Regions from separate parts of the Hordeum vulgare genome. Here region 1 is linked to region 2. A link is a contact called in public Hi-C data. All regions are on one chromosome and are shown on one strand. The core of a region is the stretch at or near the end of the contact, and the rest is flanking DNA. Distances in the headings are between cores, read along the strand shown.

What was found. Hi-C and Micro-C count contacts between places; a contact is called where the count stands out from the background.
Region 1: a Hi-C map of leaf shows a contact between it and region 2, with 4 times the contacts expected there. The contact joins the promoter of LOC123406286 here to the promoter of LOC123402112 in region 2. A contact is called at or near these places in 3 of 6 Hi-C or Micro-C datasets (leaf and seedling).

The regions. Positions count from the first base shown.
Region 1 is chr6H:334,620,142-334,624,727 of MorexV3_pseudomolecules_assembly, reverse strand. It overlaps LOC123406286, which reads right to left and starts at 1,480. Exons shown (of 10, transcript XM_045099774.1): 1 at 483-1,480. The coding sequence starts at 576.
Region 2 is chr6H:333,745,263-333,750,116 of MorexV3_pseudomolecules_assembly, reverse strand. LOC123402112 (actin-related protein 3) reads right to left here and starts at 2,191. Exons shown (of 10, transcript XM_045095993.1): 1 at 1,693-2,191; 2 at 1,379-1,613; 3 at 1,068-1,292. The coding sequence starts at 1,739.

The DNA of each region.
Region 1 (4,586 bases), core at 231-2,730, 880 kb before region 2:
CAGCTGATGTGTCATTTCAGAGAACGTGCCTACACCCAGCTAATATGAACTCTGTTCCTTTTCTAAAAATATGAACTCTGTTAGTTCCATCACTGATGAAACAAAAAGTACTCCCACATATGGAATCTGTACAAAAAGTACTCACTTGTAGATTCTATAATGAGAAATTGTGGAATGCTCCAAGAAAGTAAAAGAGCAAAGCCTATTGATACAAGATAACAGGGTGATCAACACAAGCAAGCAACCACATGATGGAATGAAGCCCAAATACTTCAGACAAATACCTGTTTAATCAGTCATTCTGCATTTTTAAACTAATAAACGCATCAAACATAGACAAGTAGGTACTGATGTGTAAATTTTTCATCACATGGTTCTGTAGAAAATAATCATCTGATGCAATTCTAATCCATAGTACTTTCTTAGGACAGCAAAGAGAAGCAAAGGGAACTAATATAGACAGGAGCAGGCGTTGTGATCACCTTTGATGATCCCCAGGAGAAGAAGGCCACAGAAGAAGGGCAAAAACTTGAAGCAGCTCCAGACAGAGGCCCGGAACCCAGTCAATGGCTCCATGACAAGCCCGGTCAACCCAAGACTCTGCTCAATCCCTTCCTGAAGGAAAGTTCCTCCCCTTCGAGAGCAAGAGCAAGCAACGTTATCCAACCCCACGAACTTGGCAAGACGGCAGCAGAAGAATGAGAAAACTAAAACAGAGCTTGCTTCCAGGAAGAATTTTCAAGAACCGTTAGCAATCAATCCCAAGGCCGAAGAGACAAAGATAGGCAGGAGAAAGCGGGTCCTGCTGACTGCTGCGGGTGGTTGGGGTTTGGCAAGAGCAGGCGGCGGCCTGGGGATTGGCGGTGGGTACGGGCGGTTAACTAACTAAACAAGAACAAGCACCAAAGGGGAAGCGAGAAAACTAGCAATAAATCGAGAAAAAGTGGGACTGGCTTCGCAGCCGCCCTGTGCTGTCACTGCTGTTTTGGCTGTGCCCTGAGGCTGAGAGAGGGAATCTGATGCTAAGCCACTGGCTGGGAGGAGCAGAGGTTTCTTGCTCTTGGGGCTAGGGGTTTCAGATTGTTAGTTTAATACGGAGATTTGGAAAAGGAAAGGAGCTCGGTTTGCTGGTGGGGTGCAGGTTGCAAGGGGGAATGAAGACGAAAGGGACGGGACAACGAATGGTCACACAGATTCGTGCGTACTTCTGGCGCAAACACACGAGGGATACCTGACAGGAGGGGCCGAGGGATCATGTCAAATTAATTGCTGCTAAGTTTGTACTACGGGATTGAGATGATTATCCCTTTGAATCACACTTGCTCTTGTCCTTGTATCTTTATTCTAATACTAAAACGGCTATTATTTCAGTCGAAAAACCCGTTGCGGCACGTTTATAAAAACGTCCCTGCAGTTTTATGTATTCAACCTGCAGTCCCTATGTGAGTGGATTTAGAAAAACGTTTCGATTTTGCAAATTAACCCCTGCGTTTTGTAATAATTCCGCCCGTGCTCCTTATCCACTGGCAGAGAAGGGGGAGGGGGGGGGAGGGGGGGGGGGGGGGGGGGGGGAAGGTCCATGTCGACGCAAGGGGCGTTTGGCCATCCATGGCGGCCTCCCTGAAACGAAGGACGAGAAGGCGGACGTCGTGCGCACGTGCTCACATAAGGGAGGCCACCCTTGCTGCGCTCGTGGGCGTTGATGGAGGGTGGAAGGGGGACATATTTGGGTGGGTACGCTGGCCGCCGGTATCTGCCGACGAGGAAGACGGGCGAATCCGGGCTCGGCATCGAAGGATCTGTCGGCTTCCTCCACTGACCGCGGCGCCCTCCTCATCCAAAGAAAGATAGGGAGTAGGGTGTGAGCGTGAGAGGACACAAAAGAAGAAAGGAAAAGGAGAAGGAGAAACTGAGGGACGTGGTCGCCGACGGTGGCGACTTCGGTGACCGGCCGAGGCGTTGGGCGACAAGCTCCTGTTCACGCAGCGGTAGAGGGCGCCTTCGCGGCGACCAACAATCAGTTCATCCGAAAAAGAGAGGCTCCAACAGGCCGGATTTAGCACTCGCTCTCTCCCCCAAGGTTGAGGAGGCTGAATGTGATGGCAGCCACCGTTCCCCTGTGTCGCCCATGCAAGAGAAACGTGGCCGCGGACGCCCCAGCGAAGTGGCTCGCCTCCCCACCGCCGCTTGGGATCCACACTCCGTGTGGCCACCCACGTTGAGTCTTATCCCCCTTGAAACCTAACCGTGGATGCTCACCTAAGTACGATGGAAGCTTTTTCCCTTTGTCACCATGGATAGCAGACAGTAAATGGGGTCAAGGGAAGTTGGTCAGGCTCGAGCAGTACATGTTTACCATTGCTGGCTGTTGCCGGGAGAGGTACGTTGGTTTGATTTTTTTCAAGACCCCGAACTGAAACAAGTCACTTGCGCCATTTCAATGATGCAAAGTTTTAGTGTCTTTGCCGAGGAAATTGTGTGCAGAGAAGCAGCCTTGATCTTACATGTTAAACCTATTTTTGCAGAACCAAATACTGACAATAAGAGATCGTATATGCTTAGTTGCATGGTGAATTTGATTGAAATCTAATTAGTATGGATGGTAAACAACACTTTTATGCAACATATCAGTCAAGATACAAAGGAACAAGATCTGCCTTAAGGTGCGTCGGGTCGGCGATGGGTTTGTGTTAGACATGAACCGAGCTATCTATAAGTGATAGAAAATGCATGGTTGCTTGTGCGCTCCCTTTATGCTAAGCAATGGACAAATATGCCAACTTATTTTTCCTTTTGTGATTGCCTTTTTTCTTAGTGGCTAATCTATAACTGCCCTGTAATAATCACTTTCTCTTTTTACATCAGCATGATTTAGTCGATGGAGTCCCGCTGCTAAAGGACGTGAGAGGCAGTGCTATCGTTGGAAGTTTACTTTTCTAATCACAAGGATCCGGGAGTACAAGAGTACATACTTTACTGAATTCTATAGCTCTATTTTTTGACATGCCGGTTGATTAATTTTATGTTAAATCAAAGTTGTTATCGGAAAAATACTTACCTACTTAAAGAAGGTCCTAATATAAAAAATGTTGGCATAGTTTTCAGGCATCCTATCATTCAAATCTACTTCGGACACGAGATGACACATCAACATTTTGATGCCTCAAGTGATAGCTGGAGAACAAGGGTACCAAAATAAATTCACGGTCTCTTTGCTCAATTCTATGCTTCTCAAAATGCTTTATTTTATGCCCATAATATCATAGTATGAATTGTTCTAGGAGCAGTTTGCTTTGTCGACCATCAGTAATAGTAATTCATTCGTACATATAATATATGTTCCGCATTTATGTCTGAAATAGTGGTATGTTTGGCTTTGGCAATTGGAAACCCCATGTGTGTAGTTTTTTCAGTTGATATAATTCGCTTATGCTCAAGGCAAGATATACATCATGGTTGCTTCATGTAGCTTAAAGGGTTTGGGGCAGTGTCAAGAGGCTCTTGAAGTAAGAAGAAGACATGCCTACATATTATACACAACAGGCTTCTGACTTCTGTGGTTCTTCAGGCCTTGCGTCTGTGAAACATCTATGCTAGGTGGCCACACTTTAGCCACCTTCATTTGATGAGGTACATTCAGATTCAATTTTTTTATTAATTAATGGATGATTATCTTCTCATTACAGTGCTGGAAAATTTGATGAAAAATTATCTTCTCTTTGATTGTCAAGTTTCTAGAGTTCATTGCTATGAAAGAAGGCATAGATTGTCTTGTGGAATTGCGAGTAGAATGGCAGTTAAAAATCTACGACATGCAATACATTTTTTTGGAGCTACATGGAAACCAAAGTAAGCACATGTATCCCTCCTCTTTTCATATGCTGATGGTATGCCACTGTAAGTATGGTCCATTTTGGAAGCCACAATATGTCAGCATATAACTGGTCAATGTACTATGCGATTGTGCTGTTATGTGAAAAATGATGCTGCGCTGCAAAAAGAAATCGTTCCACACAATTATTTCATTGTGCTTTGCTTTTGAAATGTTTCCAAGTTCCAAGTGTAATGATATTATATTAATCATAAGAGCGATTTTGAAATTGAGTGCTATTTGGCTGCAATCGCCACACGATTTTCATGCAGTACAAAATCGCAGGAGACGGCGGTAGATCATGTCGACTTAGGCTACAATGTCGCTGCAAATCTGGCTACCGCTAAATCCTTTCTGGCGCAATTTTAATCAATGATTATGAGTAACAGTACTAAATTTTAAATTGTAAGTGCATCTAGTGCCCCTTAGTGATTTTGGTGGTTTGAAGACTTATAGGTTAAGTATCTAATGTGTTTATGAGTGTACACAGGATCTATAAGCCACTGAGGAGTTTGAAATATTTGATGAATATCGACCCCTAAAAATATATATCTTCGGTTGAAGAAATTGGTCTGAAGCTGAAGAATTGAATCGCGAAGAATCTGTGATAAAATTGATATTCCTCATGAAGATATTGAATTTGAGGAATTCGGTATGTCCTGAAGAAAATCATTCTGAAGACTTTGAAGCATGGGGATTTACTCTTTCTGTTTTG
Region 2 (4,854 bases), core at 942-3,441:
AGCGGTGCTACATCTACCGCAAGGCCGACAACGGATCCCGGCGGCATGGTGCTGTGGAGTTTCAGCGACAGGCGCGTGTGGATGGATACATGCAGGATGGTGGCGTTGTTTGCCGCCGTGGTGGCGTCGAAGGCGGCCCTGGCAGGGTCGGTGCGTCAGTACCTGCTCTGGAGATGGATCAGTGGAAGACGGCGGCGGCGGCCTCTGAGAGTGCGCCAGACCGGTGTGACCTAGTCCCGGTATTGTGGCTGGGCTAGGGCAACTGGCTTTAGATGTTAGGCTTTGGTGTGATGTCTGTTTGGTATTAGGCTCGGTCATTCGGCACCCCTTCATCAAGGGGATAGGAGCGACAGGTGTTGCGAAGATAGTGGCTTCAGACTTACTGATGTATTATACTTTGTAAGGTCATTGTGAATAATTAATAAAATGGCTGCATGCATCGCCCAGATGCAGAGGCCGGGGGTATATACCCTCCTTTTCTAAATAAAATGTTGTCACGGATTTAAGTCCTTGCAAGCCGTCTAATCGGGAAGGTCCAATGGCTCACATGCCCCACACTAGTGAGTTTAACATTACATTTTGTAATTGTGGACCTTATGGTTCTACAGCATATAACCTACAATTCCATGAAGGTACAAATCCTGGTTTAAGTATCTATTTGTAACTCGAACAAGGCATGAGCAGAAGATAATTAATTTTCAGATGCTCAATACTAAACTATAGTACGTAGCTGAAATTTGGGAGTAGTGATACTGGAAAAGCACCACTTAATAGCATTTTCGTAACAAATCTAATATGAAAAGAAGTCTTAGTGGTACTCAGTCTTCCCCAGGACACAATACATGTTGAATGTCCAAGACAAGAGATCACATAGCATAACCTAGAGTATTCTACATTGACAGAACAGAACAAACGAGGTAATCGAAAAGGGAACCACTGTAAATCTTGCTCGTCGGAAATGTGCAATACAACAGTAAAAGTATACTGAATGGCCAGTTTCAGAGTCCAGGCTCGGGAAATCCTAAAAGCTCAATCAATAACCACAAGAGAAAACTCTGACGACTAACCTTGGTTGTTGTGTATCCTGCGGCTAGGGCAAGGACGGGTTGAACCGCTATGTACAGACCAGGCACATTGAACGTCTCAAACATGATCTCCCCGGTGTACTCCCGGGTTTCAGGAGGAGTCAGTGGGCTCTCGGTCAGCAGGAAATAGTGATCTTCTGGGTCACACCTGAGGTAATTGAAAATGCACTGCTGCCAGAACTTCTCCATGGTGTCCCAGTTGTCAACCTGAGCAGTTAATTTTCAGCCCAAGTTAACGAAGATCACGCACGCACATGAGAGTTCAAAACATAACATCAACATTCGGCACCCACCTGGCCGTTGCGAATGGGGTAGCTCAAGCTGTATGTGCTGCTGGAACGTGACCGGGCTAAAGCCTCCTCCCCTATGAGGAAGTCGAGATCGGCCATGACGCCAGCGCTGTGCTGCGCCAGCCAGTTCCCCTTGGCGGTGGCCCGCGTCTGGTCGGAGAAGGACTCGTTGACGGCGACGGCGGTGGGGGTGATGAAGCAGGGCTCTACGTTCCCCGCGAATCCCATCTTGGTGTAGCTGCCACGGTTACTTGGATCAGCATCGCGCGTTCGACCCACGCGCAGATCTGGTAAGCGTGAAGGACAGAGATGCGTACCCGGTGCCATTGTCGATGACGACGGCGGGGCGTGAGGTGGGGTCCATCGTGGTGCAGGGGCGGAGATGAGGTCACCGGCGGCACCACCGGGTTGCGCCTGGCGAGAGGAAAGTCGGCGACGGGAGGAAACGGTAGCGGGCGGCAGCCACCGTCGCAGCGGCGGGCATCCCACCACCGACCGGCACTAGTGGTAGTAACCGCCACCGAAGGGGCCGAGCTTGGGCTGGTTGGTGCGGAGTCGAGAGCGCGAGAGGGGACTAGAAGCTTGGAGAAGAAGGGAGATAATCGAGGAATCGTGGTGGAGAGTGGAACCTGGAGCGAGATTAGCTTGTGCTTGTGCTTGTGCTTGTGCTTTGGGTTTGGTGTTGCTTTGCTTGGCTTTGGGATTGTCGGGGGTGGAGAGCGGGTTGCTGATGCTGCCGGTGTCCTCCAGTGTTGTTCTTTCTCGGGTTGGTGCGGGCGGTGACGGTGTGGCGTGGCGTGGCGTGGGGGCGTGCGGGATGATTGCGACGCCGCCACCGACGGACGGCCTCGTGCCTTTCCTTCTCCTCAATCTCCGGTACTACTCACACTCACAGCAGTGGGCACGTACTCAAATTTCGGCGTTTAGCAGCTGACAGGCGGGCCTGGAGGACGTCTTTTACGCTGATAGGTGGGCCTGACGCGATAGTAGAGAATATTTTAGCCCTCTGTCTGGACGTGGATTTGCCACTAAACTAACAAAAAGAATCACCACCTGTCACATGTTGGTAAGCAACCTACACAATTACTACAAAACGTAACTTTTTACTAGTACAATTGCCGTGCGTTGCAACAAGAGTTTCAGTACAAAGCAAATACCACATGTCACATGTTGGTAAGCAACCTAAACAATTACTACAAAACGTAACTTTTTACTACGACAATTGCCCGTGCGTTGCAACGGGAGTTTCAGTACAAAGCAAATACCACAGGAGCTTCACTACAAAGCAAAAAAACAGGTACCATAAACTATGGTTAGCCAGGTTGAGGAAGTGAGTTGAAGCATGAAGGTCATAAATGACATCTTGTCCGGCCTGCCAAACAAATAATTGAGAAAACACTTAATCCTTCTTGGTTCGACCATAAAAGACCGAAAACAAACATGTTAAATTTGCACCAATAGCAAGCAAAAAAATCAAGGCGCAAGTTGTTTTGGGTTTTCTTCAATAAACAACATCCAAGTTGAATACTCCCTCCGTTCTTAAATATAAGTCTTTTAAGCGATTTCACTAAGGATCTACATACGGAGCAAAATGATTGAATCTATACTTTAAAGTATGTCTATATACATCCGTATGTAGTCCACTAATGAAATCTCTACAAAGACTTATATTTAGGAACAGATGGAGTATTAAACTATGCAAAGAAAGTTCACCTTTTTCCTCATCAGGCCGCGGCGCCCACCCATCATGCTGCTGCGGTTGGTGTTGAGCTGATGGCGGGGTGGCCGCTGAAATCCCCGTTAATCCTGGTGTTGAAGTGCAGTATCATTAGCGGCCCCTCCACTACAAGGCCCTGGTGTCCAACAACTCCTAAAATGAGTAGGACCATCGGCTATAGGTAAAGAGAGAAAATAGAAGGAAAGTAAACCGAATGATGAGAGGAAAACTGATGGTGCAAAAGCCAGAACAAGCAAGCATGAAGCAAAAGATGTAGAAAATCTCAAACCACAAAAGGTGCTTAAGCAAAAGTTTTCACTCAAATTCCAAACTTAAGATCACATTTAAGTACGTGATGCAGCAATTATCAATTTGTAAAATCAACAAAATACATAACCTACTCTTCAAGCTGTTGTAATTAACGCCAATGTTCTCCCTGAGAGATAAAAAGAACATGTTATTTTTGCTTCTTCGTGAAGCATCAATAAACAATTTCCTTGTCTCAAATATAATGGAACTTGAATAAAGTGACCCATCTGCTCATGTACAAGCAGGTGTAAGAAACTATAAATTCTGTGTAAGAAACTATAAATTCGGGGAAATGTAATGAAATCCTTGGACTGCTGAATTTGCACAGAAGGTTTTCCTAAATTATCGAGGAGCTTGCCAACAACTATCATGTAGTCTTGTCATGAATGCAGCCACGTAGGTAAATCTTTAACCAGATTCTGCCTACATGTCTTTTTTTGTTGAATGTACAGAGGCTTCTCAAATACTTCACAAGTTTACAAACACAATGATATTCGTATATCCTTGCCCCACAATCTCTGATGTTCGTCCTCAAGGTGCATAATATACAAACTATTTTCTCATAACAGCCAAATGTAAAATTGGACGTGAACTCCATACTTATCTGAATCATTGTCATTGAATTTGACTTGTTAAAAGCCATGGATTCCATTAATCCGTATGTACTCCGTACTTGCAAATTGTCAAGAACCATTATAGGGATGATAAATCAACAACAACCAATGGCCTCCGCGACCTCGGGCAGCACCAGCGCCGCCGTCACGGCCGCCGCGGTCAGCCCGGCCGTGAGCTTCTCCTGCACGGCGCCGCCCCGCGCGCCGTCGCCTCCAGCCTCGCCGCCCCGCCGCATGGTGCGTTGCGCCCACCGCCAGATCCGGCCCGGATCGTCATGGATCCGGCCGTCCCACATGCCCCTCGACCTCGCCTCCAGCTCTGACCACCGCCGCGACGCTTGCCGACGCCGGAGCTGCCGTCGACGGGCCGACCTCCTCCTCAGCCAGATCGGGAACGGACCATCCCGATCCACCCCATCCCTGGACCGGTGGAGGACAGGGGCTTTTTTGGAAAAATGAAACTTTTTTTTCAATTAATGGAGGACCGCGGGTTGATTTTGAAAAATCAGGGAGACGTTTTTCTAAAACTGTCACGACGGACGACAGAAGCAATCGTTGCTTTATTATTAGGGAGAGATTATAAAAACTTTCACAAGATTTATTTACCATTAAGCTTTTGAGGCACATGTAGCTTCTTCAATGGAAGTAATGTAGAATCAAAATTATAGACTAGAGTAGGGTGGATGCAGGATTTAAAATTTTCTTTCAAAAAAAAGACAATTCTTTGAAAGAATCTAAGTAAACAGAGCAATGATGGAGCTGTGTTGAAGAAGCATTTGTCTAAGCCTCATCTAGATGTGACATTACTAAGTTGACGTCATCAAGTGATTGCCGTCTTC